Linked DNA regions of Callithrix jacchus: region 1 is linked to region 2. Evidence: chromatin contacts called from public Hi-C data. All regions are on one chromosome and are shown on one strand. Each heading gives the region's core, a stretch centred on a gene start, on an enhancer-like site or on the middle of the called end of the contact. The rest is flanking DNA. Distances are from core to core; before and after follow the strand shown.

The links. Hi-C and Micro-C count contacts between places; a contact is called where the count stands out from the background.
Region 1: a contact with region 2 is called in a Hi-C map of skeletal muscle, with 4 times the contacts expected there. The contact joins two enhancer-like sites. A contact is called at or near these places in 2 of 3 Hi-C or Micro-C datasets (both in skeletal muscle).

Annotation. Positions count from the first base shown.
Region 1 is chr17:33,036,896-33,041,924 of calJac240_pri, reverse strand. All of the region lies in intron 1 of MBNL1 (muscleblind like splicing regulator 1), which reads left to right. Among named protein-coding and RNA genes, the nearest start is that of MBNL1, 10 kb to the left of the region's middle. Within about 2 kb of position 2,019, at least 2 of the 16 cell types and tissues checked have an H3K27ac peak or open chromatin away from gene starts, as enhancers often do. A contact at or near this core is called in skeletal muscle, where this site is marked.
Region 2 is chr17:32,883,958-32,888,877 of calJac240_pri, reverse strand. The region is part of intron 7 of MBNL1 (muscleblind like splicing regulator 1); the gene reads left to right. Among named protein-coding and RNA genes, the nearest start is that of MBNL1, 160 kb to the left of the region's middle. Within about 2 kb of position 2,712, at least 1 of the 16 cell types and tissues checked has an H3K27ac peak or open chromatin away from gene starts, as enhancers often do. A contact at or near this core is called in skeletal muscle, where this site is marked.

The DNA of each region.
Region 1 (5,029 bases), core at 770-3,269, 150 kb before region 2:
TAAATGAGGGGAATGGCCCTAGAATGAAAAGGAGGACATGCATGCTGGGAGAAATGTGGTAAGTTTAGGCTGCATAGGATGTAGAAGCTGACTGGATATGGATATTAAAGGCAATGGGGGTATTAACAATTATTTTCAAAATACAGTAAGAATTTTAAAGACTTTTTATTGATAAAAATATTTAACAATTATATATTAAAATGTCAGTAAGGGAAAACATTTAAAATTACATTTTATCAGGGAATATACCTTGATTAAATAGAAGATACATGTTAATTTCTTAAAACATTTCATTTCTATGCCAAGCTCTTTTAAAGCACTAAATGGTGACCTATAGGTCACCAAATTCTTTTGTCCCAAATTGGTAATTTTAAAGTAAACCTAATTTCAACTTTAGGCACATTTTGTTATTTGCTGAGAAATGTCTCAGTGTCAACCAGGCAGTTCTCCTCTCTTATTAAATTCCATGCTCAGAATGCCTGTGTAACCTATCCTTAGTGATAAACAAGGTGGCAGATAGATACATGATAAAACAAGTTTGCAATGTGCTCAATGTGGCTGACATTTATACTTCTCAGACCATGCTATTTTAGGGAAGGTATCAGTATAACCAGGACATTCTTTTTCTTGTATCTAAAAATCCTTAATAATCAGTCACTATTATAAACAGAATGATTTACTTACAGAAATCAATAAACAGTTGCATTTGGTTAATGGTTATCTGGAGTTAGGAGGACAGTTATATTTCAAATAAAATAGAAAGCTTTACTGGAATACTTACAGGTCTTTTTAGTTTGAGGACCTTACAAGCTTTTTAAAAATAAATGGTTTAAAATAGTTTAAACAGAAAATGTCCGAACAATGATAGATTGTTTTATTTCGTATATAGCAAAAAATTTCCATAAAATCAAGACAGTTTTCAAGAAAAAGATTTTATTTATAAATAACAACTTATGAGTTAGATTGCCTATGTCCACAAATATACAGAAATTGCACTATTTATGTCTTTAAATACAGTATGTTTCTATCAAGCTAGAGAATAATGTAGACAGTATTTTATTTTGCCTTTGTTAGTATTATGTGAAAGTCACACTTATTACACGCTTTTTTCTATTATTAGACTTTTTTTTCCTATCTAGTTTTTGCCTTGTGCTATAAAGATACGGTATGGTGAAAATCTGTTTAGCTATATCATTAAAATAATGCTTAGAAAAGACTAATTTTTAAGTCACTAAGATTAAACAGTATCTGGCATTCTTTGCCATCTCTATTATTCTGTCATTGAGCTAATTTCAATGAGACAAATTTATTCTAAGTTATTTTGAGCCATTATTTAAACTTCACTGCTGTAACATTCAGGGAAAAACTGCATTGTCTACCTAGTGGCATTCAGATGAGGCATTGGGTCTTAGGTACCGCATCCAAAATACTTTTAAGAGATTTGATAAACATAGTAAAAGTGAAAAACAGAGGATGGAAGAAAATCTTTGATTCAGTAGTAGACGCTCTCTGAGGCATTGCATGAACTTTCCAAAAAATCATTTGAGAAGTGCCTAACAATAGAAAAATACATACTTCAATAGGAAAGACTATAGAAAACCGTACTCAAGTAGTATTCTGCCTAATGCTTTCTGGAGGATCATATTTGCTGAAAATTGCCTGTGGCAAATGACTATCTCAGAGTGATATAGTTTTGAGGACTTAGATTTTAAAAGCAAATATTTTATTGGGAACAATTAATTTAGGAAGAATAGTATTATGCCTATTCCTCATAATTGGTTAAAATTTACTAAGTGCTGAGGTCTTTTTCCTTATTACTTTACCATGTTAGATCATAGAGGAATCAGTTCATCCTTTGTGTTTTGCTCAATAATCAAATAACATATTTTGAGCACGCTTAAAGTCAAAGGATTGTAGTAGGTCACAAGAGGGGGATCGAAAGTATAATTACATAGTGTCTTTCCTTCTTTGACTTCTAACTGAGTTGGGGAGAAATACTTGAAAAGTTAACAATGCAAGGCACTATACAAGTTAGTACCAAAGGAGGAAAGTCAAAGAGGGAAGGAAATTCAACGAAGGAAGTTTTTGTGGAACTGAATGGCCAGGGAATGCTGTGTGGAAGGGGGGGCATCTGGGATAGGCCCAGAGATAAAGCACTCTTTTCAGAATATGCAGTGGCATAGTAAGAACAAGGTGGAAGTAATGATGAAAGCTACCATATTTGAGTGTCTTTTCTATGTGAGTTCTTGCCAGTTTATATTCTTTTTGGAAAAACATGAGTGAAGACAAACAGCTTGGTAATAATAGAAGACAATGAATGAATTGAGCCTGTGAGGCAGGAATCATCATCCTCTTAGAGAACACAGATTTAGAGAAGTTAGCTTATTTGCCTAAATCCACGTAACTGGTGATCAGCCGAACTGAACCAAAGGCAGATATTTTCATACTTCAAAACCAGCATTCCCCACCCCCAGTCCCATCCCATGATTCTGTTGGGAATGAGTGTGGCATGTTTATGACACAGTAGTTTTAAAACTTCCCCTATACAACAACTGACATAAGTCAAGAAGATAGAAATTTTATTTAAAAGGCTGTCAAAGGTATTTTCATCTTTTTGCTTTGATGTTGGATTACAAATGGCGTATAGTTCAACAAATGCTTATACTCTGTTTCTTGGACTTGTAAAAACAAAAATAAAACAAAATAGGCCCCCCATCTTCAGCAGATATAATATGGGGTTGCAGTATCATGCTGTGTTACAACAATGCATTTGGCAGTAGGTAGACCCATTTGGGATTCCGTCAGGGGAAGCTTTGTGAAGTTCAAAGACAATGTACTTTCTCACCAATAATATAATGGTATAAAATTTTCACCAAGAAATGATAGGGCAAAAGTTTATTGATCATGGTTGTTTGATTATTTTATGCTCTCATGCTATATCATCTTTATACATCAGTCTGTGCTGTCTGTAACTTTACTTGTGACATAGCCTGTGACTTTAAAAGATAAGCTACTAATTGTGGACTTGTGCTGTTGGAGAAATGTCACTTTGCTGACAAATTCCTCTCTTCATAGAGCTATTTAGAACATACAGCAAATAAAAGTATGTGTTTTTAGAGAAAAATGTATATAAAATGAAAGTCTTTGCTTTGCTTTTGGCTGCAAAAGAAAGCATCCTTATTTAGCAAATATTGAGTGCAGTGCCAATGTTCTACCTGTCATGGTATACCCTTTGGAGAATAAAGAGGTAAGATGTGCCTGTTCTCAAAGTAATTTCCAGTATAGTGATAGAAATATTCACAAATAATGGATGGGAAAAACAAAGTGGGCACAAAGAAGCCAAGAATAGGCTGTTTGTGGGCAGTGTGTGGAATTTGCCTAAAACCATTTGGTAGACCTATTAACTCTTTAGTTTGTGTATCTTGGAGAAAAGACAAAATCAACTCATAATTATTAAAATGATTTGACTCCATATGTAAACCATTTAGTTTTTCTGTTCAAGTATTTGATAAATAAGCACGATGCTACCATAGTATCATCCTGGACTAGACAGAATAAATTATTTCTGATGCTGACACTTTTGGAGAAAGGAGGGGACATACAGTTCATCTGAATCTTCCTCATGCTAAATTCCTGATTGGGAGCAGGTTAAAACATTCAGGATTGGTAACCAGGTTTCAGTGCTTACAACTTTTATGTAATCAGGAAAAAAAAAAATCAATGGGAGAGAGGTGAGTTGTATTTAACTTTAAGGACAAAGGGTTTTAAATATGCACATGATGCTCTTTTTCCTGCAGCTTTTCTTTGTGCACAGGAAATAAAGCTGTATTTTGTAGGCTAGCTTCCAGACTGTCAAATGTGAAAGTGCAACTGTGCATATTCTTCTATAAGACCCCATTCAACTGTGAAGTGTTGGTTCCTTGTTTCCAGGATTTAATCTGCATTCTAGGTTAGAAAATTCAGAATTGTATTGCTTATTACTATTCATTTTAAATATTAAATATTTGTTTAAACCCCATTTCATATTAAGTTTTACTGTAAGATTTTGATTGAAATTTTTAAGATAAATTAAGAATACGGTTTCTGCACATGGACACAGAGAGGGGAGTACTAAACACTGGGGTCTATGGGGGGAAAGGGGAGGGCCAGTGGGAGGGGGAGGTGGGGAGGGATTGCCAGGGGAGAAATACCAAATGTGGGTGAAGGGGAGAAAGCAAACAAAACACACTGCAATGTGTGTACCTATGCAACTGTATTGCATGCTCTGCACATGTACCCTAAAACCTAAAATGCAATTAAAAAAATAAATAAATAAAATAAAATTAAAAAAAAAAAAAAGAATACGGTTTCTGATTTTCTGAAGTGTATGGACTGTAGAAAAAGGCCTATTCATAAGTGAAGTAATGAAATCAAAACAGCAAAAGACCCAAGCATTAGCCATTGTAATAATTATTAAAATAGCTACCTACTGTGTAGGAACTTACTATTTTTTGTGTGTGATCATATGTAGCTCTACACAATTTTGTGGGATTTATGCATTGTTAGCTCTCTGGCTTACACATGAGAAGATTGAGGCTTGGGAAGATTAAGGTTAGGGGATTTGCTCAAGGGGCATACCCTAAGGTACTGTGAGAACTGAGATCTCACCCCAGGAGTTTCGCTGTTTTTCTGCTTGTCTATTTCCATCAGTATGGTATGAATTAGGTACACAAATACTCATTGCATGTAGATTTGAGACCTACTCCAAGTTAATTCTAGAAATATTTAATGAAGGAGATAAGATGTGAAAGAGGTTTTTTTTTTTCTTTGTTATGTGTTGTGGTCATAAAAAAGCAGACTATGGAATGGACTTGAAGTTTCCCTGGCTTTGAAAGGAGGGATATATCAAATGGCCTAATCTGCCTATGTGGTTTGCTCAGTATTAGTTCTACTCACACCTAATACCTCTGCCCTAGCACTTGCCAAGATCAGCAAAATCTACTTTTAGACTCAAAATCATTACCACCTGTGAAGTTTCTGATGTCACTTC
Region 2 (4,920 bases), core at 1,463-3,962:
CCAGCCTGGGTGACAGAGCAAGACTCATCTCTAATAAATAAATAAATAAAATTATGTGTGTGTGTGTGTGTGTGCGCGCGCGTGCGTGCACACACGTGCATGCACACCCACATACACACATATATATTTCTCAAATATAATCAATATAATATTAGTATCATAAAATAACATTTATTTGCAACTTAGTTTTAACGGCCTGAAGCAGCAGGTTGACCTTTATTAATCACATAATCAGAAGTAAGTAGTGACTCCATGATTATTTACAAGTATTTTCATTATATAATATGTACCTGTGTGCAAAAAATTGACCCTATGGCATGAAAAGGTTAAAAGGGATAAGTCATCGTTATTTCTGCCCCACCACTTTGTCAGACAGTCAGAAAGGAAAAAAGTCTAATGCAGGGAATGTAAATGCAAAAGCCTCAGGGTTCAGGAAGGAAACACAAGTGAAGCAAGAAACAAATTGGGAGCTGTGGGATCTGGGAGGCACAGGGGAGCACAGGCTCAGGCTAAAAGAGTATTGTCAATGTTCAGACTTTGCCTTTCTCGCCTCAAAGGATTGTCTGCCTGGGCAGGTTGTACCTGGTGTACTACAAACCCTTTGTAGCACCATTTACATCATAGTCTATGTAAACCACAGTTGATTATGTATATACCTCGTAGGGTTGGTTATACAAACCTGCACAACCTAACACAGTAGCCCTGATATACAGTGCTGCTGTGTCTGATTTTTTTCCCCAGATATTCTGGACATCTGTGTGCTTATATGTGAAATTTCTCAATATTTAAATTTCTGTGATTAATTCAGATTTTTAAGAACACCCTTTGAGAACTAAAGGAAATCTTACTACAAATTCACAAATGATCTATGTCTAATACCTGGGAGAAAAGGAATTTCATTTTCCAAAGTTTGGTTGTTCTGCAGACAAATAATACAGAAGAATGATATGATCAAGGAATTAGATAGTATCACAGTATAATAATTTGGAAGGTATGCTCTGAAGATTTTATTGGGACTAGGAAGAAAATGGAATTCTTTTAGTTTTTCACAGCTCAAATTTTAGAGATCTATAGTCTGTTTATTCAATGATGATTCTGATATGTAGACCTATTTTATTCAAATTACAGTGAAGCATGATTAGCTAAATTCTTAAAGCAGGTGACTGCGTATACAGAGTAGGTTGTTGGCAAAAGATCAGGGCAGTGACAAGCCAGCCAGCTAGCTAAGAAAAATTACTACATACTTTAAGAACATAATTGGATTTACTATGGACATTACCCATCTAATCATCATTCAGCCATCTATCCATTCATCCTCCTATCATTCTGTCCTCCCATCTTCTTTCCTCATTTATCCTTGTTTCCTTCCTCCCTTCCTCTATTCTTCCATTTTCCATCCATCTATTCATCCACCCATTTATCTATTCACCCATATTTCCATTTATTCAGTAATAAATATTGGTGTATGCCACATAGTATACCAGTATTTATGTGAAGGATTGCAAATTCATGGCCCAAGGGTAAAATCTAGTATCTAGAAATATTTTTGTTTGTTTAAGAGTGTTTAAATGAAAACTAAATGTAAATCCTTTAGATCGACACGTACTGTACCCTTCGGTTCCAAGCCTACAATTCCCTATTACCTTAGGCCAAGTTTTTTCACACATTTTGTCCAAAAGAGCCACTTTTTATTGAATGGTTGCTCTGGTTCCATGCTACACTGAGTGCGTTGTGCACATTATCTCATTTTTTTATAACACCAAAAAGGTTGGCATTAATATTTTCATTTTACCAATGAGTAATTTGAATCCTAATGAGGTACAGTGATTTGTCCCAAGTTAAATGACTTTTATAAGGTTTAGATTTAAGTATAACTTGAAGTCAAGTCAGGCTGGCCTGGGTTAGTCTCCCAATATCTATGAGCTTATTACACGAACACCTTAAAAATAATTTGGGAGAGTGGAAGTAGCCCTTACTGATCACCTAACTCCATGGTGTTTTACACCTTCCACCTCATTTAAAGATAAATAAGTATTAGGTTAAATTCATACTGAAGTTTTGTTTTTTCAAATTTAGATATATACTTGTTTTAACCTTCCCTTTTCAGGGCCAGATTGATTATTTGGAGATATTATGCATAATTTAGAATCTATTTATGTTACAGGTATAAATTTTCACTCATGAAATTAGGGTGTATAAGAAATACCACTTTCAGGCCGGGCACAGTGGCTCAAGCCTGTAATCCCAGCACTTTGGGAGGCCGAGGCGGGTGGATCACAAGGTCAACAGATCGAGACCATCCTGGTCAACATGATGAAACCCTGTCTCTACTAAAAATTACAAAAAATTAGCTGGGCATGGTGGCGCGTGCCTGTAATCCCAGCTACTCAGGAGGCTGAGGCAGGAGAATTGCCTGAACCCAGGGGGCGGAGGTTGCGGTGAGCCGAGATTGCGCCATTGCACTCCAGCCTGGGTAACAAGAGCGAAACTCCGTCTCAAAAAAAAAAAAAAAAAAAAAAAAAAGAAATACCACTTTCCCTTACATAATTTTTTCCCTTGAAATTAAATTAAGTCTAGCTCTGATCTCTAATCTCCATCTCCCTGGGTTGAGAGAGAAATTAAATTAAGTCTAGCTCTGATCTCTAATCTCCATCTCCCTGGGAATCCAGGACTCCATCCCCCAGCCCCTCTCTCTCCTGACCTTACTTTGAGTGAGGTCTTGTGCAGTCTGGTATTCTCAGACAGGCTATGTATTCTTCATTCTTCATTCCTCAGTCACCACTGCTCACTACTGATAAGATCATTGCCTATGCTTACAAGAGCTCTCAGGCAGGTACTCTGAGGGTTCTGTGCTTGCCTTGGGTATAGGCTTCCTTGTCCTATGTACTGCAGGCTTCCGTGCCCTTGAAGGCCTGCTGTCTGTAGGGCTGTTGTGAAAGAACAGGCTACCTACCCAGCTACCTGTGGAGCTGCACACTGCCTACCACTTCAATCTTGAGGCACTTTTTTCTCTGCCCTACATGACCACTTTTGCCTTCTTACCATCGTCAGAAGCACACCTCTCACATATCTCCCTCTCTTGCATATCTCCCTCAATCAAGGTTGGCTTATGAGTTGTAACAGTTCTAAAAATACATTTGCTTTAAACAAATTCTACTTTGGCTTGTATTACAATTACAACCCCACCAAGAATAGCAACAAACGCCAGGAAACTTTCTTAGGTGGTGGTGTGTAGGTATAAGGGTGGGGATAGGCGGGGCTGTGTTTATAGAAAGAAGAGAAACAAAAAGATTTGTCACATTTAGTGTCATTAATAAATATAGTCATTCATAGTTATATATTAATTATTTATAATAAAATAAAGAAAGTACTGTTTGTTTGGATACCAATTTTGAGAATAATCCAACTGATTGTTAACTTTTAGTTTTAAAATGATATACACTGTTTTTAGTAGATCTTAATCAGCTTAACACTTATAATCAACCTAAATAGGCCTGAAGTATTACATCAAAATTCTAACTTCCAACTAAATCTTTATTATAATTCTTTTTCTCTCTTCTACTTATTTCCCTTCTACTTCAAGTAATTTTAACTATGCATACATCTTATTTGTAAGTTTTTATCCTAGTTTTTCCTACATTTTCATACATATCAATTAAAATTTTTTATTTAAAGAGTTGTGCAATGAAAATAACACATTTCTTAGAAATACACCATTCTGCTCTGCAGATATCGTTGTAGGGAAAATTGGAAATTGACAAATACATTCACTTAAATTTTGCTTTGTGCTGAAAATTGAGGAAAAATTTAAATTGGCCATTTGCACATTATTATTAGTAAATCAACCCATGTAAAGATGGGAATTACGGTCATTTCAAAAGTGATTTCGTTTTTGGTAAGTGGGTCCTACAGCATTATGTCCTCATATTTGTGAGTTACTGCACCCTGGCTAGTATTATCATTGCTGCCCTTATGTTTATTTGCTGCAAATCCCTTTCAAAACTGTGTGCATTGGTTATAATGGTAATGAGGAAGATAACTCAAACTAAAATTTAAATCATAAAAGCTTTAGAGTTTTAGAGAGATAGTATAAGGTTAACTCATTTTCGGCATGTGCAGGCTTAATTATGCATGGGATGAAATATAGTAGGCAAATCTCAGCATAATAATAAATAATTGAAACATATAACCCATACAGTATTTAAACTGGCTTTAATATTCCTTAATTATCACATTATTCTTTTTCATTTGTCGTTTCTTTTCCAATTCTCTCACCCTACCATTAAGACAGTAATGATTTCATAAGATGTAGATCCAGTATTAAGTTTTGCTTGCTCTACTGTCTCAAATTATTATAACTTCTTTGTTATTACTGGCTTGTTTCTGTTTGTCTTTCACAAGTCTTTGACTCAGTAGTAGTAGCAAATGACAGGGATCATCAAGTGTCATAATGCTTGTCAATATATTATTATTCTACCTGATACAATGTGTCCCCAGATTCATTACAGAGTTTAATCATTGATCACTGTGCCCACAGTCTAATTGTGATAACAAACTAATTGCAGCTGTTACAGGGATGCCAGTTAAGTAATCCACGTTTGAGTTGAGTTTCTCAATGGCAGCTTCATTTTATAGGACCATCTCTGACAAGATTCATTTGGCAGATACTTTTCTAACAAATGTTCATCCCAGATGCTGCTAGTATTTAAACAGGATATGCCAAGATTTAGATAGAAATATAAAATCCTTTGATATTTTAAAATTTAGAATTCTAAAATAATCCCATAGAAAGAACACTAGTTCTGCATACGGGAAAGTGCCCTGTACTTGGTAAAATAAGTTAAATTTTCAATATTTACATGTCAGAGAGAACAAGGACTATCTATAGATGCACCATTTATTTTTGCTTATCATGGTTGA